Linked DNA regions of Mus musculus: regions 2, 3, 4, 5, 6 and 7 are each linked to region 1. The links are chromatin contacts, called in public HiChIP or PLAC-seq and promoter capture Hi-C maps. All regions are on one chromosome and are shown on one strand. Each heading gives the region's core, a stretch centred on a gene start, on an enhancer-like site or on the middle of the called end of the contact. The rest is flanking DNA. Distances are from core to core; before and after follow the strand shown.

The links. Promoter capture Hi-C pulls out the DNA fragments that hold promoters and counts their contacts. HiChIP or PLAC-seq counts read pairs in DNA pulled down with a chosen protein or histone mark. Capture Hi-C pulls out chosen DNA fragments and counts their contacts.
Region 2: an H3K4me3 HiChIP or PLAC-seq map of stem cell-derived neural progenitor cells shows a contact between it and region 1, with 8 times the contacts expected there. The contact joins the promoter of Zfp429 here to the promoter of Zfp493 in region 1. A contact is called at or near these places in 10 of 39 promoter capture datasets (the 3T3-L1 cell line, the C10 cell line, cranial neural crest and 5 more), 2 of 484 Hi-C or Micro-C datasets (Th1 cells and liver), 2 of 115 datasets of contacts at active chromatin or transcription factors (embryonic stem cells and stem cell-derived neural progenitor cells) and 3 of 9 other capture datasets (adipose tissue, liver and macrophages).
Region 3: a promoter capture Hi-C map of adipose tissue shows a contact between it and region 1. The contact joins the promoter of Zfp457 here to the promoter of Zfp493 in region 1. A contact is called at or near these places in 11 of 39 promoter capture datasets (the C10 cell line, the HPC-7 cell line, HPC-7-derived erythroid cells and 7 more), 1 of 484 Hi-C or Micro-C datasets (muscle stem cells), 2 of 115 datasets of contacts at active chromatin or transcription factors (bone marrow-derived macrophages and embryonic stem cells) and 3 of 9 other capture datasets (adipose tissue, liver and macrophages).
Region 4: a contact with region 1 is called in a promoter capture Hi-C map of liver, with 3 times the contacts expected there. The contact joins the promoter of Zfp953 here to the promoter of Zfp493 in region 1. A contact is called at or near these places in 13 of 39 promoter capture datasets (the 3T3-L1 cell line, the C10 cell line, the HPC-7 cell line and 9 more), 1 of 484 Hi-C or Micro-C datasets (CD4 T cells), 2 of 115 datasets of contacts at active chromatin or transcription factors (both in bone marrow-derived macrophages) and 3 of 9 other capture datasets (adipose tissue, liver and macrophages).
Region 5: a promoter capture Hi-C map of liver shows a contact between it and region 1, with 2.5 times the contacts expected there. The contact joins the promoter of Zfp874b here to the promoter of Zfp493 in region 1. A contact is called at or near these places in 20 of 39 promoter capture datasets (the 3T3-L1 cell line, 3T3-L1-derived adipocytes, the C10 cell line and 12 more), 3 of 484 Hi-C or Micro-C datasets (the G1E-ER4 cell line and embryonic stem cells), 3 of 115 datasets of contacts at active chromatin or transcription factors (double positive thymocytes, effector CD8 T cells and memory CD8 T cells) and 4 of 9 other capture datasets (adipose tissue, liver, macrophages and 1 more).
Region 6: a contact with region 1 is called in a promoter capture Hi-C map of liver. The contact joins the promoter of Zfp459 here to the promoter of Zfp493 in region 1. A contact is called at or near these places in 6 of 39 promoter capture datasets (the HPC-7 cell line, cranial neural crest, embryonic stem cells and 3 more), 1 of 484 Hi-C or Micro-C datasets (embryonic stem cells) and 3 of 9 other capture datasets (adipose tissue, liver and macrophages).
Region 7: a contact with region 1 is called in a promoter capture Hi-C map of liver. The contact joins the promoter of Zfp874a here to the promoter of Zfp493 in region 1. A contact is called at or near these places in 7 of 39 promoter capture datasets (the C10 cell line, the HPC-7 cell line, cranial neural crest and 4 more), 2 of 484 Hi-C or Micro-C datasets (CD4 T cells and muscle stem cells), 2 of 115 datasets of contacts at active chromatin or transcription factors (fibro-adipogenic progenitors and large pre-B cells) and 3 of 9 other capture datasets (adipose tissue, liver and pancreatic islet).

What each region holds. Positions count from the first base shown.
Region 1 is chr13:67,778,134-67,781,137 of GRCm38.p6, forward strand. It overlaps Zfp493 (zinc finger protein 493), which reads left to right and starts at 1,560. Exons shown (of 4, transcript NM_028402.2): 1 at 1,560-1,686. The coding sequence starts at 1,681.
Region 2 is chr13:67,398,315-67,401,703 of GRCm38.p6, forward strand. Zfp429 (zinc finger protein 429) reads right to left here and starts at 1,453. Exons shown (of 4, transcript NM_001080941.1): 1 at 1,382-1,453. The coding sequence starts at 1,417.
Region 3 is chr13:67,304,853-67,307,885 of GRCm38.p6, forward strand. It overlaps Zfp457 (zinc finger protein 457), which reads right to left and starts at 1,560. Exons shown (of 4, transcript NM_001003666.2): 1 at 1,498-1,560. The coding sequence starts at 1,503.
Region 4 is chr13:67,359,186-67,362,419 of GRCm38.p6, forward strand. It overlaps Zfp953 (zinc finger protein 953), which reads right to left and starts at 1,387. Exons shown (of 4, transcript NM_001038651.3): 1 at 1,319-1,387. The coding sequence starts at 1,324. Gm17039 (predicted gene 17039) reads left to right here and starts at 1,480. Exons shown (of 2, transcript NR_167764.1): 1 at 1,480-1,878; 2 at 1,987-3,234.
Region 5 is chr13:67,482,722-67,485,912 of GRCm38.p6, forward strand. It overlaps Zfp874b (zinc finger protein 874b), which reads right to left and starts at 1,532. Exons shown (of 4, transcript NM_001076791.2): 1 at 1,420-1,532. The coding sequence starts at 1,425.
Region 6 is chr13:67,420,145-67,423,337 of GRCm38.p6, forward strand. It overlaps Zfp459 (zinc finger protein 459), which reads right to left and starts at 1,274. Exons shown (of 4, transcript NM_177811.4): 1 at 1,198-1,274. Gm33787 (a long non-coding RNA gene) reads left to right here and starts at 1,299. Exons shown (of 2, transcript XR_382593.2): 1 at 1,299-1,355.
Region 7 is chr13:67,449,959-67,453,208 of GRCm38.p6, forward strand. It overlaps Zfp874a (zinc finger protein 874a), which reads right to left and starts at 1,666. Exons shown (of 4, transcript NM_177712.4): 1 at 1,554-1,666. The coding sequence starts at 1,559.

The DNA.
Region 1 (3,004 bases), core at 310-2,809:
ACTGCCTCCCAAAGGGAGTTTGAACAACATTTTTAAAGGATGGGAACACAAAACAGGGGGGACCAGGGGAGGGGAGCTGCACTTTTAACCAATTGTATTTTGACATTATGGGTTAAACAAAGGAGTACCATTGGAGACTGGGCGGTATCCAGGGCACTTGGCTTCAAGGTCCTTAATTCGTTCTCCTAGACATTAGGTCTGGAGTGGTTAGGAGCTTAGAGTGCTAAGGAGACAAAGGACTGGGTCAGCTGTATGTAGTATATATGTGTGTGTGTAAAACCATGGTTTAAATAATAGCAATCTCTCTCTCTCTACACACACACACACACACACACACACAGCTGTTAACAAATTAAGAAAACATTTGGAAAAGTGAGTGATAGCTGTTCTTTACGGGCCTGGGAACATGAACTTGTATGACCCTGCCAGCAAGATGGAGAAGTTGCCCTTGAGATGGCTGGACTCAGACAACTGTTTAAAACAGAAGCTATTCAGCTATACGGAAGTCCCCAGCTCCCCTAGGGCCTGGAACTATGAATTTAGTTTCTCTCTAGAATTTAATGAAATCTGAAAGTGAAATCGTCATAGTACTTAGAATACGTTTCTTTTCTTGTCCCCAACAATACTTGCCTGCATTCATGAAAAACCAGGTAGAAGAGGATGAAGCTCTTGTATAGCACAAATTAGTGGATGAACATGTGTGCACTCTACTTACAGACAGACCAAAAAAAGATCCTGAGATAAATTCAGGATTTCTTCGTAAGTTAACATCAGAGAGCTGGATGTTTAACTTTGTCCAATGATTTAAAACAGCTGTGTCCCTGATCCATGCCCTTCACTGTATGGAAGTTTCCAGTGTTCACATGAAAACGTTATCCAGTTGTGGAGTCTTATCCATGTATGGCTCACACAGGTGAACAAGGAGTAGTTATGCATATGTAATGCTTGGTATTAAGCCAAGCCTCCACTGTAGTCAAGGGCTTTACCCCTTGCTCCCTAACCCTACTTGTACATTGTATTTTGAAACAAGGTCTCTTTATTTGGCCCAGGTTAGCCTTGGATTTGGGATCCTCCTGTCTTAAGTTCCTGAGCAGTTCGACTACAAGGAAGGTCACATATAGTTATTTTATAGTAATATTGAATCAGTGTGAACTTTACATGTAGAAGATTCCATAATAAGTACACTTTTGAGTTTAAATCGCAACATATTGAACAGAAATAAGTTGCAAACCTATTAAAGGTTACTGCCAAAGGCTCAATTTACATTTAAACGTGTCCTGTACTGAATTCAGCATTTCCCCCCCCTCTCTGTGTAGCCCTGGCTGTCCTGGAACTCACTCCATAGACCAGGCTAGCCTCGAACTCAGAGCCTGTCTCTGCCTCCCAAGTGCTGGGATTAAAAGCTAGCGCCGCCACCACTGCCCGGTTTAAATTTAGCATTTTAAAAGCCAACTGGCTCCCTGTGGTTGTACCAGGACACAAACTGACTGCTTCCTCCCAACCCCTTACACTCTAAGGGATTTCTTTCGCATAGAGTTGTGGGAAATGTAGTCTTGCCCATATGACGTCACAAGGAGCCAGTCAGGAAACCACGTTTCTACTCTCGGTCTGCATAGTTGCATCTTTCCCAAAGTTGAGCAAGAAAAAGGTCTTGCTCAGTACTCGGTTTGCATCTCTCACATGGAGGTTCGTCCAGGGTGCAACGCTGCCCTGCAGGCGTGAGGGTCCGCGTGGTGATGGGTCCGGAATGGATGGCGAGGGTTTGTGGATGGGAGGTGGGAAGAAGCGGACTTGGGGGTGCTGTGCTGACCTAGGCTGGACCAACCCCACGTTGGATCCAGGTCAGAGCTGCGGAAAGGGCAATGGGGTCGGCTCTGAGAGTGACCGTTTTGCTTGCACGAGGCTACTGCTGGAGTCCACCCTGCGCAGGAGAGCTGGCTCAGGACCCAGGAGTGAGAACTGCTGGAAGTCCTGGCAGGTTTCACCCTGACTGGTGTCTGATGACAGCCTGAGGCTATGACTGGGAGCGCACTCTCCTGCTTGGCTGGGGAAACTCTGCTCTCTAGCTGACTCAGGCTCACATGGTTGTAGTCAGATTTCTCAGGAAATCTAGAACCAACTGGGTGTGTGGTGCTTTCTTTACTTTATAGCTGGCCCAGGACTCTTGGAGTTGACAAAAGTTCATAACCTTGTTTATTTGCAAGTGAAGGGAGTTTTGGGAGGGCGGTTGGTGTTTGGAATGTTGGTTCCATTTTCTTGGTAATGAACTGTTAGATTTATGAACTATTTTGAATAGAAGTCCTTCGCGATCACTGTTGTGACGTCAACCCCAAGACTAACACTCCTATATGAATGAGGGCAGAATAGTCCCTTAAAGGGAAAGATTTGAGTTTTGTGTCAACCAAGTAGTTCACTCTGTAGTGTAGAGTGAAAAGTACTAGAAAATAATAGATCAGCCAGTACCTTCGGAGACTGCGTTTGGACTCCTTTTCAAAATGGAGAAACAAATTGGTGTGAGAATAGGCGTGGGTACAGGGCTGTTGGTTACAGGTGAGAGGGGGCTGAAATGTCTCTGGGGGAGGAAATAATACTGCATCCTAAGAGGTCGGTCTTCATCGCTCTTTAATGGCCAGCTGTTCTGTCTTTGCATATCATCTGCAGTGTCTAAACTCACCTAAACCAACTCTTATCGAAGAATGTGGCATCTAGGTTCCCTAACCCTCCCCAAACAGTTCTAGACAAACTCACCCAAGTACTTACAGTGTGTCAGAGAGACAAAAAGATGGAATTGAGGAGCTCTGATCACTCAGGGCCCTGTGACTGGCACCTTGTAAGCACCTTAATGAAGCCAGCCTTGAACTCCTAATCCTCCTGCCTCTACCTCCCAAGGACTAGGATTATTGGTTTGTGCCACATTGACATGGCAGGACCTACAAGGTCAGAGGATATCTTCTGGGAGTCATTCTCCCTTTCCACCATGTGAGTTCTGGGTATTGAACTCTGT
Region 2 (3,389 bases), core at 203-2,702, 380 kb before region 1:
GTCTAGAGCAACAGAAAGGACAGCGCAGATGTTTTAAGAACTCTTGCATCTCCTGTCAGTGACAATCAGAGATAAATTTTCAGAGAGTCGGGCAGATCTAAAGATTAACAGGACATTGATGGGAAGTAAACATGAGAGAGAGGCAAAGAGAACGATGGATTCCTGATCAGGTTCCAAACAATACAGACTCCCCATTCCCTACCAGCCTGTCTATACTACACAGTGCTTAAAATACATACAACACAGATCATGAAGCAGCAACTCCTAGGTTGTGCCAAGTGTCAAAGAGTCTCTGAGTGTGGAGTGAGGATTAAAGACAGGAGAGGCCGAAAAAAGATGCAGAGCCAAGAAATAGACTTGGGAGGACTGCTGGTCAATACCACAGCAGCCTCAAGTTTATTATTCACCGCCCTTTTATACCTCATATTACCATGGGCAGCAAAGCTACAAGATAACAGAAACACTGGCAGAAATATACACAATGTTCATAAACTTCTTCAACAAGTCCAAGCCCTGATAATGTCATGTTGACCGGAACCATTGTGGGCCAAGCGGACATTATCTCTTTTTTTAAAACTCTCAACTGTAAAGTAGGGATGGAGGTCCTTTCAAAAGTTTAGAAAATACAGCCCTCAAGGTGAAACATGATGTGAGCTCGTCTCGATCCCACTCTGCCTTGTAGACATTCCTGCCAGTGTATCCACTCCATGCGTTTCTTCAACCCTAGTCCAAGATTTTCAGTGCATTCAGGCAGATCTGTTGGCAGTGTCCCAGAATTCCCCTAAACGACACCTGTAGTACCTCGGATTTTTCCTCTCTTAATTCTTTACTGGCAGAGAAAAGTGAACACAGTCAGACCTCAAGGCCATTGCTATAAGCTGGCTACAGAGTACACGGGGACCAGAAACCCTTTTACTCTAAAGACACAAAGGACTCTGGCAGCATCCAGGTGAGATGGGGGCAGCCAGGAATGCGCGTTTCCAGCAATGCAGGTCTGTGGGCTCTGGCACTCTCTCAGGAGCAGGTAGTCAGCTCATCACCATTAGTTTGCAATCTAGTCCCCCACTACCAAGCTGCTCCAGTGTACCAGAGAACCAAGGCAGACTCGGGCTGCTCTCGGTGTTCTAAAGGAAACCTTCACTCAGGACACAATCCCAAAAGGCCAGTCCCCTCACTCCAAAACTGCAGCCTCAGCGGTCCCAGCCAGTTCAGCACAGCAAGTCCTGGCAGCTGCTTCCGCCCTCCCACCCAGCCCAGAAGCGCTCCCTCCAAGACAGAGCCCTGCTCTGGCACCCACCCCAGTCTATGCTGCTTCCTTGAACCAACCTCCCTGACACAGACCCCGCACAGAGCCCCAAGCAACGCTGCTGACTGGACCAACCTTCTTGTCAGAGACAACTGGAATAGATAGCCGCATAGGATTTCCGCCCAACTTTGAGGAAGAGGCACAAGTACAAACCTGAAGTCAGAAGGGGATTTCCTGGAAGGCTCCCAGTGGTCACAGCGGTGCGGACTACATCTCCCAGAAGTCTGTGCGAAGGAAATCCCAGAACCCAGGGTGGGTGACTTCTACTGTTTGGAGAGGTACGTGGATGGTAACACAAAGTAGAAGGTTGAAGGAGGAAGCCTTTTCTGCAGAAAAGCTATGGGTAATGCGACCCCATTTGGTTTCGGACCCCAGAACCACATCGGAGATGTACGGATATGAGTCGAGCCTTTGACAGAAACATATGGCTTACAAGTCATTTCTAGTTGTAAGTTTAATATTACTACTTCTTGAAAAAAACAAAAAAACAAAAAACGTTGACTTAGTAGTTCGTTAAAATAACAAAGCAATACACTAACCTACGTGGGAAGGAAACGTAACTTTATAAAAGGATGTTTGAAACCAACCTTGGTGTGCCTGACTATGCTCCTAGCTCCTCAGTAACTTTTGACAAATGGACTTGCGGTACAAAGCTGGCTTGGTTTCTGCCCCAACAAACTTGTATACTGTTGTTTGTGTTTCTACTTTTCGAATATATAGAAATAATTCCTCCAGGGCATTGCTAATATTACATATACAGGAACACATGCTGTTTGAGCAGGCCAAGGAGGTTGACTCTGAAGATAAAATTTGACATTCCCAAGCCACACCCAAGCAAGTGTCTATCTAACATTCCTCTAAATCTCTTGTCCCGAGTTAATGCCCCAGACTCTCAGACATTGGAAAGGAGATCAACAAGCAGCCCAAGGAGGCATTGATTAAAACCAGCTAACAGGCTACCTATGTCCAACAGAGACTACTACTGTTGATCTGTTGGTAGAAAGGTGTCTGTAATAAAAGCAGGTCACACATCCAGTCATTTCTCCAACTTGTTGTATGTAGTTGAGACATAAATGCAAAGGCTTTGAGTTGTACTGTAGAAACAAGAGTATACAGAGCACAAACATTTTAAATTGGTATCCACCCTCACCTGCAACTAGGATTTCTTTCTGAGAGCCCTCAGAAATCAGTGTACATGGGACTGCTCACAAAACAGCCAGGGGATCACATGGAGTCAATGCCTTGGCCATTCCTTAGATCCTGTGAACTAAAGGCAGGTACTAAAACATCAGCTGCAGTGGAGTCTACTCCACTGTGGAACACAGACCCAAAGTAGCCTCTAAGAGTACAGAAGCATAGACTATGGGTGCTGAAATAAACACTGGAACCTTACAGATTAATTCCCATAATGACCTCAACCGAATGGAACCAGTCTCTGCACTCTCACTACTAATTCAATCCTGTGGTTATACTCAGAGAACCTGATAATTTGCTGTATGTAGGTGTATTTGTGCCCCCATGTTTATTGCTCTTTATTCCCAACAGTAAACAACCAGAATCAACATAGATATCCATGAAAATATTAATGGAAAACAATTTGGTAAATATAAATATTTATTACAGAGAGAGAGAGAGAGAGAGAGAGAGATGCTCTTTGGATCTAAGATACTGTAATCACAAATTTTACTAAGAAATGGACTGACATAGTATGTATGATATTGATATTACTTAGTTTTATAAAGGTAAACACTGCATGTTCTTCTAGGTGTTTAATCTAGACAGTACTATATGTATATATGTGAAGAAATTTTCATGTGGGTACAGTATATTGCAGGCATAATGTTATTGTACGCTGTGTAAAGATTATCCTTGTATTATTCAAATCCTGATTTCTCAGCCCCCATATATGGTTGTAATCCAGACATGACATTGTAGTGCTTATTTTAAGTATCTCCCCTCTCAAGTGTGTGCAAACATTATTCCCCACTTATTATCTGACTTGTTAATAAAAGCTGATCAGCCAATGGTTAGGCAAAAGAGAGAATAGGGCGGGACTTCTGTTAGACAAAGGAAGAATAGAGGA
Region 3 (3,033 bases), core at 310-2,809, 470 kb before region 1:
AGGGTCAGTCCTTGCCTCACTCTATAGTGGACCACATAGCTTATGACAATAGATAAAAACCTCCCAGAATCCACTGACAAGGGAGAACATAAGTTTCTATGAATCCAAAAGCTAAAATCTCAGCAGATGGTATCTTAGGTGAATAGAATATCTCCCATATATCGTAGTACATGCTTCTATCGACTCACACCAAAGTATTTTAAATTTTCCTTGGTTAATGACATTCTTTGTTCTGTAAAACCATGAAACTGATTCCATGTTGGAGCATAGAATTTGGATTAAAGTAAATCTGTGTTCTCAGATCAAGGCTATTCAAATGGCTCTGGACTAAACTATTCTCTTAACCCTTCAGGAGGAGAACTATGCATAGACAGGAACCTATGTGAAAAATCATTAGACCCCAAATGTATAACAGCTTTCCAAATTTATATTCCAGCTGTTCCAAAGCAGTTGAAAAACTTGGGGAATTCTTCCTAAAACTATTAAAGGTGCCTCAGTAAACCTGAATGTCACATTGAGGGACAGAAAATTTAATATTTAAGACAGTTAAATTTAGGACAGTTCAGACGCTGCTGACAATGTGAAGAGACAGAAGAAAATCATGTGATAAGAAAACATAGTACAATGTACAGAGCCTGGCAGATTAGAGAGCAATGTACAGAGCCTGGCAGATTAGAGAACAATTTACAGAGCCTGGCAGATGAGCAGAGCCATTTTCCTCTTCCCTTTCAGACTTTCCAGCCCCACCCAGCAATCTCTCATCACACCAAGTCGTCTCTCATCTGAAAAGAAGTCCAAATTTGGACAGAACACATACTCAGAACCGTTGAGGTACTGCTGTCTAGCGATTTTAATTTGATGTGCAAAATCCATAATTATCTGGATTGGGCAAACATAGGTTCATACCAATTACAAGATTATTCTGTGGCTACATAGCCATGTATTGTGATGATTCAAGTCACAGAGATGTCTATTGGAAATTCCCACTCTAACCAAGGCATCCATAAATCTAACAATTCATTCCAAAGGAAAAGTAACTAACAACCCACACAACAATCACCGTCACAGGACTCTCTGTCCCTAGACACTAGGACCTTTGGGAAGCTGTGTGAGCTCAAACCAGGAGTAATCTCTAGGACATAAAGTATATGGGGCGCTAGATGTCCACGTGTTCTGTATGTCCTAAGAATCTGACAACCACCACAGGAGAACCCGTCAGCTAGGCAGAGCACGTTTCCCCAGCAAAGATGCGTGAGCTCCCGTCAGCATCTCAGGCACAGGCAGTGAGCAGACCCTGCCTGCCCTTGCCATCCTGCTGTTTCCAACCTTCTCCTCTTCAAACCTGTGCCCAGGGACAGTGGCCCAGCCTAGGTCAGCACAGCACCTCAAGGTCAGCAGCTTCCTGTCTCACAAGCCCAAGTTGGCACTCTCTGTGCCCTATCCGCCACCCTGCACAGTCCTTCAGATCTGCAAGATGGTGCTGTTCCCTGCACCAACCTCCATGGCAGAAATCCAAATGCAGCGCTCAACAGGACAGCTGCACAAATTTGAGAAGAAGCGAAGTTTGAAGAAAGAATACGGAATTTTGTTGCTGACAGCTCTTTCTGATGACGTCACAGGCGATGGGACTACATTTCCCACAAGTCAGTTGGAAGGACTTCCGGGAACCCACTGAAGAGCTTTTGTACACTGCCTGGATTACAGTCCACTGAGAGCAGCTGCACATGGGCATGCACATGGAATTTGGGCTCTTTTAAAATCCTTGGTCATGGCACGAAATGTTTGCCTGTAAGATGAGCCTTTCACAGTAATCACGTTCATCACGTTTCCATGTTATCTCTGCTACAACTCTGATCTATGTATAGAATCATTCACGAATGAAAAATTCATGCTTTCATGATCTGCTTTATTTAAGAATGTGGAAGCAGGAAGTTAATGTAGGAGTGAGCATTATCTCTTTACGATTCTATTGAAACCATCTTAGTCGCTTAAGATAGAAGAATTGGAGATCAAATCTAGTCACCAGCAGATGTTTTCTTAGTACAGGCTTTCCTGTCTCCCAAGGGGAGGGGCAGAGTTCCTGGGATCACAATGGTGTGTGTACTGACTGTCGAGCCATTGTGCACTTACAGGATTTCCCTTTGCCTTAGGTTTGATGTTTCTTATTGATTTTCCTGTCTCTGCACTGATCCTGTCATCGGTCATATTTGAAAATATTTGAACATTAGTGTTATCTGTCTTGAACTTCCCTCCCTTCTAAATAGAACACTTGAGTGTTTTCTCCTTGAATACAAAGGTATCAGATATATGTTCATATTACTGTCAAATAAGTCACTGTAATAAAGAAGTTACACTGGAAACATGCAGGATTGAGAATCCCTACCTTTTCATGGGAAGGTTTATTCCTGTGTAGTTCATACTTGAGTCAAAGTTACAAACTCCATTACAGAAAAGGCTTCATACTTCCCGGAATCCTAATGATCCAAAAGGAACCCGTTTCAGCGCAAAGACTGTGCAGAGTCCCTATTCTTTTTCAGGAGTATGTTTATCCAGAGATGCAGATCATTTGCTCACTCAGAGAAACTAGAGGCAAGGAGCAGTACGTGTGTGTACCTGTGCTTGATTGGCAAGCATCATGACTGGTCTGTCCTCCTCCTGAATGCTGCAGTGAAGGGCATTGTCAGAAGCCACAAAAGTTATTATTTCTCAGCATAGCTAGTTTTCCAATATGTGTTATGTGTTGAGGTCTGGTCTGTTGCTATGTATGTAATGCTAAATTCTATACCCGAAGATCTAAGCCTACCACAGACTTCTCACATTTACAAGGTTCTGTTGTGCAAACCTTGTTCCTTGATTTAATACTATTAGTTAAATCAAATTGGCTACAGCCAATTACTGGAGAAATTACAGGTAGGTGGGTTTTGAGTTACCTGGTAGAGGGTCGAGAAGAGAGAGAGAAGGAAGAGAGACCAGGAAAAGGAGGAAGAATGGGGAAAGAGGACAAAGATGCCATGTCTCAAAGATGAGACATGG
Region 4 (3,234 bases), core at 137-2,636, 420 kb before region 1:
CTTGTGACAATAGATAAAAAACCTCTCAGAATCCACTGACAAGGCAGAACATGAAATTCTATCAGTCCAAAAGCTAAAACCTCATCAGATGGTATCTTAGGTAAATAGAATATCTCCGATGACTCTATGAGACACACACCAATGTATTTTAAATTTTCCTTGGTTAATGACATTCTCTGTTCTGTAAAACCATGAAACTGCCTTGTGTTGAAGCACAGAATTTGGATTAACCTAAGTCTGTATTCTCAGATAATGGCCACTCAAAAGGCTGACTAAACTGTCTCTTAACCCTTTAAGAGGAGAACTGCATTTTGCATGGACAGGAACCTATGTGAAAATTATAAGACCCCAAGTGTGCCAGAGCTTTCTGAATTTTTCTTACAACCACAGGAAAACATGAGGAAATCATTCTAGAAATGTCCAGTGAGCAGCAGTAAAGCTGGGTGCCAGATACAGGGACAGAGTGCATTTAAGAGAATTTAGATATTTCTGATAATGTGAACAGACAGAAGAAAATCATGTGACCAGAGGAGGGCCATCTCCTTTCTCTTTCAGAGACATTCCAGTCCCTTCCAGAGATCATGAGTTCCATTTCTCTCATCTCACCAAGTCATCTCTCATATCTGAGAAGGAGTCCAAATTTTGGACAGAACACATACTAAGAATTGTTGAGTATTATTGTCTAGTGTTTTTTTTTTTTAGCAGAAGGGCAAAATTCATAATTATTTGGATTGTGCAAACACTGGTTCATATCAATTACAGGACTACTCTGTGGCTATACAGCCATGTATTGTGGTGATTCAGGTACAGGATTATACATCCTGAGTTCTTATTCAACCCGAGGCATCCATAAATCTAACACTTTATTCCAAAGGAAAAGGAACTAACATTCCACACAACAATCACCCTCACGGGACTCTTTGTCCCTGGCACTAGGAACTTTAGGAAGATTTGTGAAGTCAAACTCCAGTACTAGATAGAACACAGAGTATAGGAGGCGCTAGATGTCCAAGTGTTCTAAATCTCCTGAGAATCTGACTACAGCCACGTGAGAACGGGTCAGCTAGGCAGAGCATATTTCCCCAGTAAAGATGAGTGCGCTCCTTTCAGCATCTCAGAAATAAGCAGTCAGCAGACCCAGCCTGCCCTTGCCATCCTGTTGTTTCCAACTTTCTTCCCTAGCCTAGGTCAGCACAACATCTCCAGGTCAGCAGCTTGCCCTGTCTCATAACAAGCCCAGATAAGCTCCTTCCGTGCCCGATACGCCACCCTGCACAGTCCCTCAGATCTGCAAGGTTGCGGTGTTCCCTGCACCAACCTCCATGTCAGAGATCCAAACGAAGGTTTCAACAGGACAGACGCCTAACTCTGGGGAGAAGTTAAGTTTGAAAATCAAATGCGGAAGTTTGATAGCAACGGCCAGCCTTCTGATGACGTCACAGGCATCCGGACTACATTTCCCACAAATCAGTGCGAAGAACTTCCATGAACCCACAGAACTGGGTTGTTCACCTGCTGGTATCCTGACTGTGATTCCTTGAAGTTGGGAAGAAACAGTCTTCTGCACTTGGGCAGTCACAGGGCATTTGGATTCATTTAAAGTTCTGTGGTCCCAGCACGCAATGTTAGCCTGTGAGTCGACCCTTTCACAGTGATGTTTATCAGGTTTCTTAGTTATTTCTGCTAGAACACCGTGATTTTAAACTATCTTACTACCACATGGAAAACTCGCACTTTCATGACTTGCTTTACTTAAAAATATGGAAGCAAGAGCTAATTTAAGGTGCTCTTGAAACCATCCTTGGTGACCCTGCCTGCTACGCAGCATATCAGGTGCTTAAGACAAAAGACTTAGAATTCAAAGCCAGCAACCATCAGGTATTTTCTGAGCACTTGCTTTCCTCTGCATCTCTCCCAAGAGGAGGAGCAGAGCTCCTGGGATCGCAGTGGTGTATGTCCTAACTCTTGGTCCATTTTGTATTATAGGATTTCTGCCTGTGTTAGGTTTGATGTTCCGTATTGAATTCTCCGTCTCTCATGTGAGCCTGTCATCGTTCATATTTGGCAATATTTGAACATCAGTGGTATCCGCCTTGAACTTCCGTTATTTCTCCGAAGCAGAACACCGAGATAATTCCTTCTTGAATACAAAGGTATCAGAAATATGTTCATAGCATTGCCAAATGAGGTCGGTATATTAAAGAAGTTACACTGGAAACATACAATATTGAGAATTCCCATCTCTTCTTGGGAAGGTTTATTCCTGTGAAGTTCAAGCTTGAGTCAAAGTTACAAACCCCATTGCAGAAAAGGCTTCATACTTCCCTGATATATTATGATTCAAAAGGAAGCTGTTTCAGAGCAAAGACTGTGCAGAGTCCCTATTGAGTTCTTTGTCAGGGAGTGTGTTTACCTATGGATGCAGAACACCTTCCTCGATTTAGAGAAACTAGAGTCAAGAAGCAGTACATTCACCTGGACACTTGATTGGCATGTCTGTTTAGAATGAGGTCATGAGTGGTCTGTCCTCCTCCTGAATATTGCAGTGGAAGGCATTGTCAGCAACCACAAGGACAGAATTTCTGAGCATAGCAAGTTTTCTAATATGTGTATGTGTTGAGGTTCGGTGTGTTGCTATGTTTTGTTATGCTAAATTCTCTACTCAAAGGTCTAGACTCTCTACTGACTTCTCACATTTACAAGGTTCTGTTGTGTAAACCTTGTTCCTTGATTTAAAACTACTGGATAAATCAAATTGGCTACAGCCAATTACTGGAGGGATTTGAGGCAGGTGAGTTTTGAGTTAGCTGGTAGGAGGTGGAGAAGAGAGAGAAGGAAGAGACACCAGGACAAGGAGGAGGAATGGGAAAAAAAGGACGAAGCTGCCCTGGAGCAGACGGACCATGAGCATGTGGCCAGGAGAAACTGCAACTTCCACTGGGAAGGCAGCCAGGACAGCAGTTAGAAGAGTAGATTAAGGGTTGCAGCTCAGTAATTGTCAAAGCCAAATGAAATAACCCTAATCCGAATTGAGTTTATTTGTAAGGCGTAACCTTAAATTGGTTATATTACACATGTATATGTGTACATCTATGTTTGTGTCTGCTACATGCACACCTACCTTAGAGGGTCGTCATTCACGTGAGATGTGCCCATCCTTGAAGTTGCAGCATCCATTTACAAGTCTTCTGCAGTCTCCATTTCTTTGCATTGTAATTGTGTGATTCAATAGGA
Region 5 (3,191 bases), core at 282-2,781, 300 kb before region 1:
GGTTTGTCAGTCAGGACAGACAGCTCATTCACAAAATCCACAAATCTGAACTGTACATTTACGAAAGAGTTTGACCAAGGGTCAGGAACTGAAACAGGCAGTGTGTGTGCAATCTTACAGTGAGGGCACCTCTGGTGTCCTTTGTTAACACCTTGTGACAGATTTTACAATCCCATGCTTTACAACCTCTAAGGTTCCTAACCCTGGAGGCAATTTTTTAAAATCTGTCTTTCTTAGGAAGATTTTAATTAATCCTCCATTGAGAAACAGCTCAAGCCGGGCGTGGTGGCGCACGGCTTTAATCCCAGCACTCGGGAGGCAGAGGCAGGCGGATTTCTGAGTTCGAGGCCAGCCTGGTCTACAAAGTGAGCTCCAGGACAGCCAGGGCTATACAGAGAAACCCTGTCTCGAAAAAACCAAAAAAAAAAAAAAAAAAAAAAAGAGAAACAGCTCAATATCCTTTTAGCAAACATGGGTGTCAAGCTACTTTCAAGTGAGGAACTGAACAGCCTCCATGAGGGATTCCTATTCCAAGTGAATCTTCTTTAAATCCACAATTCATTTCAAAGAAAGTGGGATAAATATCACGTACACCAATGCTCCCTTCAGGACTCTGACCCTGGAACCTAGCAAGTTCTGTCACCTCAAAGCAAGACAAGAATAACTGCATGTGCGATGAATTAAAGACTAGCTCCATTTCCAACTGAGCGTTGTACAACACAGCAACAAAAACAAACAGCAAACAATAGTAACCGGACATGCATTCTGCTTTTTTTAATCTCTCTTAGCTGTGCTTGCTCAGAAAACAAACAAAAAATATAATGCCTTATGAAGCAGACCATCCCAAGTTGAGACAACTGTGTTTTGTGACTTAAAGAATTCCAACCCCTGTCTACCCTTTTGCAGCAGTTCTCAAACTGGCAAAGGAGATTGTGGCTCTAAATAAAGCAGTTTTGTTTCGTTGGTTTGTTTTTTACCTTTTAATTCCTAGTTTTATTTGGTGATCTTTCTCAGTGGTCCTGAACTCCGTAACAGACAGCCATAAAGTACAGAAAGGACCAGATCTCCTCTTATCTAAACATACTGAGCGATCCAGTAACATCCACGTGAGAGTGACCCAGCTAATACTTCCACCAGAAAGCTGGAAAGTGAACGCCCAGAATCACCATGACCAGGCAAAGACCTTCACCCAGCCAACATTGCCTAGGCAATCCTTGAACTTACAAGCTTCTCCATTCCTTGAATTCTGTCGGTCTAAACAGAGGTCAGTCCCACTAACCCCCGCAGCGCCCTCTCACCAGCCCTGTCCAGAAAGCTCCTCCAAATCAGCTCCTCCCAGCTTCCATTCCACCCGGTCCCTGTTCCCTCCGGACCTATGCACCCCGCACAGACCCTGGGGTGACTGAACCCTGGACCAACCTCCATGTCAGAGATCCAACGGGAGAGCACAGCAGGACCAGAGTCTGGCCCAGCTTTGGATAAGAGCCGCACATGCTTACCAAAAGCTGAACTCTTGTTTACCAAAGTACCGATCTGTGACGTCACCGTGCTACAGACTACATTTCCCACAAGTCTGTGCGATGGCGTTGCAGGAGTCTTAGGAGAGTGAGTTGTACTACAAAATGGTCCTGGATTTCTGCATTGATGTCTGTCACCTAGTTAGTGTCGCCTAGTTAAGAAGCATGGAGGCCACGAACTGAGCCCAGTTCTAACGAGCCGAGTGCATTCCTCAGTTTCTGTGGTCCAGCTTAAAGGGGCAGAGGATTTTCTTGGCAAAGTTCTTAATTTCTTCATTTCCGGTGAAATTTACAGCTATTTGAGGAAACTGCCTCAAGGCTTTGGCTTAATACCCAGTACTGCACATACTTAAGTGAGCCGCGTTCTCCTGTATTGACACCCTGTGTGAATATTTGTCAGTGTACTGAGTTACCAAGATGGTAAGAGATAGAGACACTCCAGGATGTGATAAGCTTTAGCAAAAGCCGCCGGGGAATCAGCTTCTGATGGACTGACAGCCAATGTGTCGGGTTTACCAGGATTGTTTTATAACTGAGGTTATGCTAAGCTTTTGATATTCCCAAAGAAGACAATGCCATGGATTTTAGGTAACAATCACGGATTATTTACAGGAGATCACCACAAGGCTTAAGCGCCATCACTCTGGATGCCCTGTGCAATGGCTCTTCTAGAAATCAACTACAAGCCGTACACAGATCACAAGCCACTGCAGGAAATCGTTTTCATGTGAATATTGGAATCCATTCGTGTCGGAGGTTAGTCAAGAGAAACAGACTAAATCATCGAACAATTTTATTTATTTATTTAGATTTTTCGAGACAGGGTTTCTCTGTTTAGACCTGGCTGTCCTGGAACTCACTTTGTAGACCAGGCTGGCCTCAAACTCAGAAATCTGCCTGCCTCTGCCTCCGGAGTATCGAACAATTTTAAAGTCCTCCTCTCTGTTGTTTATCAGTAAAGATCGCCCAGATCCATCGCAGATCCTTTGTCCATATTTTCAACCTTTAGCTTATGTAAGTGTTGTGGGTTGTCCTGATGTTGTTTGAATTTTCATGTTAATTCTGCATCCTCAAGAGGGGTGGCCCCCGGGAGAGTGGTGGATCAAGTACTCAGGTGCTCTCCTGTGAATCTTCTCCCCATTTACTGGTCAATAAAAGCAAAAGCCTGTGATTGGGCCGTGGAGAGGAAAGGTGAGAGAGGAGATCTTGGAGAGCGAGAGATGGGGAGGGAGAGATGACAGGAGAGGAGGAAGCAGCAGCTAAGATGGAGCTGAACCACGTGACCAGGAGAAACTGCAGATAACCAACGGTCTCCTAGCTGGGGATAAGTTAGTATAGTTCTGCCAATCTAGGTTTATTGCTTATAAATATAATAACTGGATTGTATGTGTTTTTGTACGGGACTATTGGAGTTGAAGATTACTGTTACATGTAAGAAAGTTAGTTTTAGTGAGTCTCAGAAATATTTCTCTTAGTTACTGTACCTCACTTTGGAACTTGGCCTTTACATGAACCTGATGAACAGAAGTCTGTAAGATTCTCTGAATAATCTGAAGCACAAAGTGGAACTCAGTGATTTTGCTTCATATGGATCTGATTTGCGTTTGCTTACTCCTCAGCCATCTACTTATCTTTCACATTTACATGTATTCTTGTGTTCAAAACCATGTTTTA
Region 6 (3,193 bases), core at 24-2,523, 360 kb before region 1:
AAGCATGTGTACTTTGTAAGACACCAAAGTGTTGATTGCAGGGGTTTTCCACGGCTCTCACTGGAAGACATGGAATGAATCATAGAGAGTATTTCTCACGTCCATCAAGCATGATTAAATGTTTTCTGACACAGATTGAGGCAGCTTACATTGGCCTTGAATTTGCTATCAAGCAGGGGATGTCCAGAGGGTCCTGCCCCTCCCCCTCACAAATGCAGAGATAACAGGAATGTGCCTCACAGAAGGCTCAAGCTTCTTTTGATCACAGGCCTGTTTTCTCTAAATCACGTGAATACACACAGGTCTGTGAGCTCTTCCTCACCCTGCTGACCTGACACAAAAGCCTGGCCCCCTAAAACAAGGCCACGTGAGATTTTCCCCCTGATCATGGACTAGCTCAACAATTTAGCCCAGATGAAGACGTGGTGAGGCAAGCATTGTGGGCTAACCAAACATCCTGTCTTACCACCACCACCACCCCCAAATTACTCAACCCTAAATTAGGGATGGGGGACTTTTCAAAGGTTTGAGAAAAGCAGCCCGCAAGGTGAAACAGGCTTCAGCCTCCCTGGTTGGCACTCTGCTTTGTAGTCTTTCCCTCCATGTGTTGACTATGTGTGCTGTCTCAGCCCTAGTCAAAGCTTCTCTATAGCGGGTCCTTCTGGCAGATCTCCCTTCTGTGTTACAGAATTTCCCAACATGCCACCGGTTGCAAATCATATATATGTATTTAAATCATTCTTAATTCTTTAAATGGCAGAGAAAATGAATATAATCAAAACCATTACAATAGGCCGGCTACGGAGTGCCGGAGGAACCAGAAAACCCATTTACTGAGGAATCTCACAGCAGCCAGGTGAGAATGGGGCACCAGGTTAGTGTGCTTCCCAGCAGAGCAGGTATTACAGGAGCAGGTAGTCAGCTTACCACTATTAGCTTGCAATTCTTGCACTTGCACTATTATCCACTCCCCCGCTACCTACCTGCTCCGGTGTAGACTCGGGCTGCACGCAGTGTTCCAAAGAATCCTTCACAATCCCAAACACCCAGTCCCCTACCCTGCCCTGCAACCTCACCTGTCCCAGCCCGTTCAGCGCGGCAAGTCCATGCAGCTTCTTCCGCCCTCCCACCTAGCCTAGGTCCGCTCCCTCTGAGACGGAACCCAGCTCCCCAAGCTACGCTGCTCCCCCGACCAACCTCTAAGTCAGAGATGCTACAGGAATCTTCAGCATCACAGGACTCCAGTCCAACTTTCGGGAAGATTGACGAGTGTTGACCAAAAGCCGGGTGGGATTTGCTTGTGACGTCGGAGTCACGTGGGTACTGGATTGCGAGAAGAACTTCCTGGAGTCCAGGTAGGGCAACTTCTACTGTTCCTGGATTTCTTCTTGGAAACCTGCAGTAGAGTGTGGAAGGAAAATGCAGAGTTCCTATGACAACCACGGGGAGTCAGGATGGTTTTTGTAAAGAATACATGGCCTCAGAAGGCATTTTCCCCGATGCTGTAAGCTGCCCCTGCCCGCCTGCACAGAGGCTGCACTCGCGGTGCAGTTTACAGCATCGGGAAGAATGCCTTCTGAGGCCATGTGTTCTTTACAGTTTTCAACTCCACAGCCACAACAAGAGGTGTATGGATGTGAGTAGAGCCTTTCACAGAAATATTAGGCTTACAAGTCCTTTCTGGTCCACGTGTTCTGATTTTAATCTTACTACCCCCGGAAAAACATCATGTTGACTCAGTTGTACTTTAAAAAAATAATGAAGCACTACGCTGATGTAGAGATGAAAATTATCTTTTAAAAAGGGATTTTCAACTCAGCCTTGGTGTGCCTGATTACGCTCCTAGCTTCTCAGAGGTTACTGACAAATGGATCCAAGGCTGTAATGGACAATTTAAGTACACCTTCTTTCTAAATAAGAGGAAAACGTAAATACAAAACAAAACTTAGACAGATACGTGGTAAAGCAGTTTGGTGTAGTCCGACTATCAGTCAAAGTAGGTACCTTGAATGAGAGTCTGGGAACCGCCAAAACAAAAGTTCTGATCCAGGCTCAACTTTATTGCAAAGCAGCAGACTTACAAAGGCACAGAAGCGATCAATAGCCAATAGCTGCTCCAGTCAGGGTGTGTTATAACAAGGCTCTCACTCATCCATGCATGCTTTATGATTGGTTTTAGCTTCTACAGATGTCCACATACTTATTAACCACAGTGGGTTCATGCAGGCAATGGCAGTGACATATCTGGCCAATGCTGTTTCACTGTAGACATCACTATACCTGGCTCTGACTATCTTGTGGCTATCACTTCTCCCTCATGGATCCTTGAGGTTTGGCACTAGGGGTGTGATGTCGGTGTCCCACTTAGGTCAGTGCATCCACAGGGTATATTCCTTGCACTTTCAGGAAATGTGAGCTTGTGTGTTATTCTCCATCTACCACACAATTCATATTTTCTGACAGATTTTGAGAGGTGCCTGGATCTCTGGGTAGAAAACTATAACCTTCCCTCAGCCTGAAGCTGGCTGAGCCAGAACTTGACCTTGCTGCCACTAGGGAGATTACCTAGGGTGGAGCCTTCCTCCCTAGATCACTCTATTGTTCAGCCAGTGTCTCTGTTCCTCTTCAAGATACTGCTACCTGCTGAGAGGCCCCGGAGCTATTCCGGAGACTATGCCCTATCCTGCACATCATCACCACCTGTTATTAGATACAGCCTGTGGGATGCTCTTTAAATACAATTAGAAGATGACTGGTTACTCCAATAATATCAGGCCACCATTGCAACAGGAGGCTCATCTTCCTTACTATACTCCAAGGTTCATAGCTGAGTAAGAATGTTTATTATTTTACACCCATGATAGCATACATGGTTCCATGGTGATGCCAAGTGTGCTGAAGGAGATGGTTGACAAAGTGCAGTGCTTGGTCAAGCCGGAAGACCCCCCCACTGCCCTCGATGGAAATTTGCTTAACACCTTTTGCTATTCTTATATTTCTCACTGTTAAAGGGTCTCTCTCCAAAGGCTAGAGCTGCGATAATAAAAAGCTGGTGTAAACAAGAAGGAAATTAGTGGTCACTCCCTAGGAAAGAACAGTTATGCAGAAAATTGAGTCTTTCTTAAGAATGTATTATTCACACACACATTTAGATCACTAATGAGTATTGTTAGGAAGTTTGAGTCAGAGAATT
Region 7 (3,250 bases), core at 416-2,915, 330 kb before region 1:
ACCAGGATCTAACACTGAGATGTTGAAGGGAAAAAAAAAATCTTCTTCACAGCAGGGCCAGACTTACAGTCTCTCAGCTAGGAGAGACTGAAGAGGCTATGACATCCAGAAACACAGAGAATTTATTGGGGAACATAGATGTTTGGTTCAACAGTAGGTTAGTCATTCTGGACAGACAATATGTACACAAAACCTATAAATCAGAACTGTACATTTACAAAAGAGTTTGACCAACTGAAACAGGCAGCGTGTGTGCAGTGTTAACACGAGGGCACCTCTGGTGTCCTTTGTTAACACCTTGTGACAGGTTTTTCGATCTCAGGCTTACAACCTCTGAGGCAAAAGTTTTATCTCTTGTTTTACTTAGGGAGATTTTAGTTCATCCTCCACTGAGAAACAGCTCAATATCCTTTCAGAAAACATCTGTGTCATTTCAAGTGAGGAATTAAACACTTTCCACGAGAGATTCCTAATCCAAGTGAACCATCTGTAAATTCACAATTCATTTCCAGGTAAGTGGAGGAAACATCACACACCTCAATCTCCAGTACGCAAAACTCTGACCCTGGAACCTAGCAATTTCTGTCACCTCAAAGCAAGACAAGAGTTATTGCATGTGTGATAGTTAAAAGCTAGCTCCATTTCCAACTAAGCTGTTGTACAACACAGCAACAAAAACAAACAGCAAACAAAAAACCAAAAAAAGAAAAAAAAAAAAACCCACATAGCAGAAAATCCCCAGAGTTGAGATACTTGTGGTGTGTGCCTTTAAAAATTCCAACCCCTATCTTCCCTTTTGCAGCAGTTCTCAAACTGGCAAAGGAGATTGTGGCTCTAAATAAAGCAGTTTGGGTTGTTTTTTGTTTGGTTCTCTCTCCTCTCTTCTCTCCTCTCCCTCTCCCCCTCCCCCTCCCCCTCTCCCTCTCTCTCTCTCTCTTTCTCTGTGTGTTTTTGTGTTTTGTTTTTCGAGACAGGGTTTTTCTGTGTAGCCCTGGCCGTCCTGGAACTCACTTTGTAGATCAGGCTGGCCACGAACTCAGAAATCCGCCTGCCTCTGCTTCCCAAGTTCTGGGATTAAAGGCGTGCGCCAGCACCGCCCGGCTGGTTTTATCTCATAATTCCTAGTTTTGTTCGGAGTTTTTTTCAGTGGTCTTGAACTCCGTGACAGACAGCCATAAAGTACAGAAAGGACCAGATCTCCTCTTAACTAAACTTACTGACAGATCCAGTAATATCCACGTGAGAGTGACCCAGCTAATGCTTCCACCAGAAAGCTGGAAAGTGTACGCCCAGAATCACCATGCCCAGGCAAAGACCTTCACCCAGCCAACACTGCCCAGGCAATCCTTGAACTTACAAGCTTCTCCATTCCTTGATTTCTGTCAGTCTAACGCAGGGGTCAGTCCCACCAACCCCCGCAGCGCCCTCTCACCAGCCCTGTCCAGAAAGCTCCTCCAAATCAGCTCTTCCCAGCTCCCATTCCATCCGGTCCCTGTTCCTTCCGGAACTATGCACCCCGCACAGACCCTGGGATGACTGAACCCTGGACCAACCTCCATGTCAGAGATCCAACGGGAGAGCACAGCAGGACCAGAGTCTGGCCCAGCTTTGGATAAGAGCCGCACATGCTTACTAAAAGATGAACTGTTTACTAAAAGTGCAGACCTGTGACGTCACCGTGCTGCAGACTACATTTCCCACAAGTCTGTGCGATGGCGTTGCAGGAGTCCTAGGAGAGTGAGTTGTATTATTTAAAGGTCCTGGATTTCTACATTGATGTGTGTCTGCAATGTAGTGTCACCTACTTAGGAAACAAGGAGACCATGAACTGTGTCCAGTTCTAACGAGCCGAATGTTTATGTAAGGTGCCGCTTTTCCGGATTTTCACTGTAAAGTTCTTAATTCCTTAATTTCCGTGGAGTTTACAGCTATTTGAGGAACCACCTCACTGCCAGTTAAGTGGCAATAAGCTAGTTTGCAGAAACCAGACCATGCGTTAATCATTTCAAAAGAGTTTTACAATTTTCTGGAGGAGGGAAGTTGCCAGGAACTTATCTTTTAGTAATTTAAGAGCGGGTGCCCGGCACACAATAAAGTTTCCTCACAGAGGACAAAGAGCAAAAGCAGGGACTCAGGCTGCTTTTGACATTCAAGATTCACAGCCTGCGGTGTCTTTAATCCCAGCTCACTGCAAGCAAATTCAGGCACCTCTGAGTTCCAGGCTGCCTTGTTTACAGTGAGTCCCTGGCCTGCCAGGGCTACACAGTGAAACCCTGTCTCAAAACAAAACAAAGAACAACAAAACCAGAAATATCCAGATTCATCACAGAAGATATTTGTGAATCAAGCCTTTCCATGTTTTGTTTGTTAAGTTTACAAGTTGTTGCTCATCAATATGTTTATTTTAATCTTCATTCTACATATTATAAAATGTTACTTAAGCTTGCAAAAAAAAAATAGAAAAATAGACAAAAGGAACTTGCCAGATGTTATGGATATGCCTTCAATCACTTGGGAGGCAGAGACAGGAGAAACTCTAGTTCTAGGAGAGCCAGAGGCCTGTACTGGGACTGTCCCAAAAAAAAAGGAGGAGGAGAGAGGGAAATAGTATGTTATATTGGCAGTTTTCCTTGGAAATAACAGAATCCCTTCTGGGCCAAACCAAGCTGCTCTGAGCAGCCTACTACCCAGGGAACCTCCACTCTCCTGCCACCTCTCCTTCACCTCCATCAGACTCCTGAACCACAGGTAAGGTTCCCTTCCCCAACCCTTCTTCCCTGCTATCTGAGTCCTCTGGGGCAAGCCAAGCTGCTGGAGCAGCCCGCCATCCGAGAGGTCCTCCATTCTCCTGCCACATATCTGCCCACCTTCATCAAACCTGAGACTCCTGAAGCATACAGAACCACAGGTTCGCAACCATACAGCCCAAGGCAGCCCATCAGAGGCCTGCCACACCAGGACCATCCAGGTTCACCTTCCTCTCAATCCGGCTACAATGAGAACATCCATGGAGCAAAAGCATCTAGATGGCTAAAGGCCCTCGAAACAACACAATCAACACGAACCAGGCCAATGTGACACCTCCAAAGCACAGCTACCCCATGACAGACAGCAAGCCCTAGTTATCCTGATCCAACCAAACCACGAGAAAACTGTAGCAGCTTGAGTTCTCATGCTAATCAGGTTACTCAAAAACCTGTTTCCAGTGTCCTGCACATAGGCTAAAGGAACACTGCCCCCAGTTGGCTCT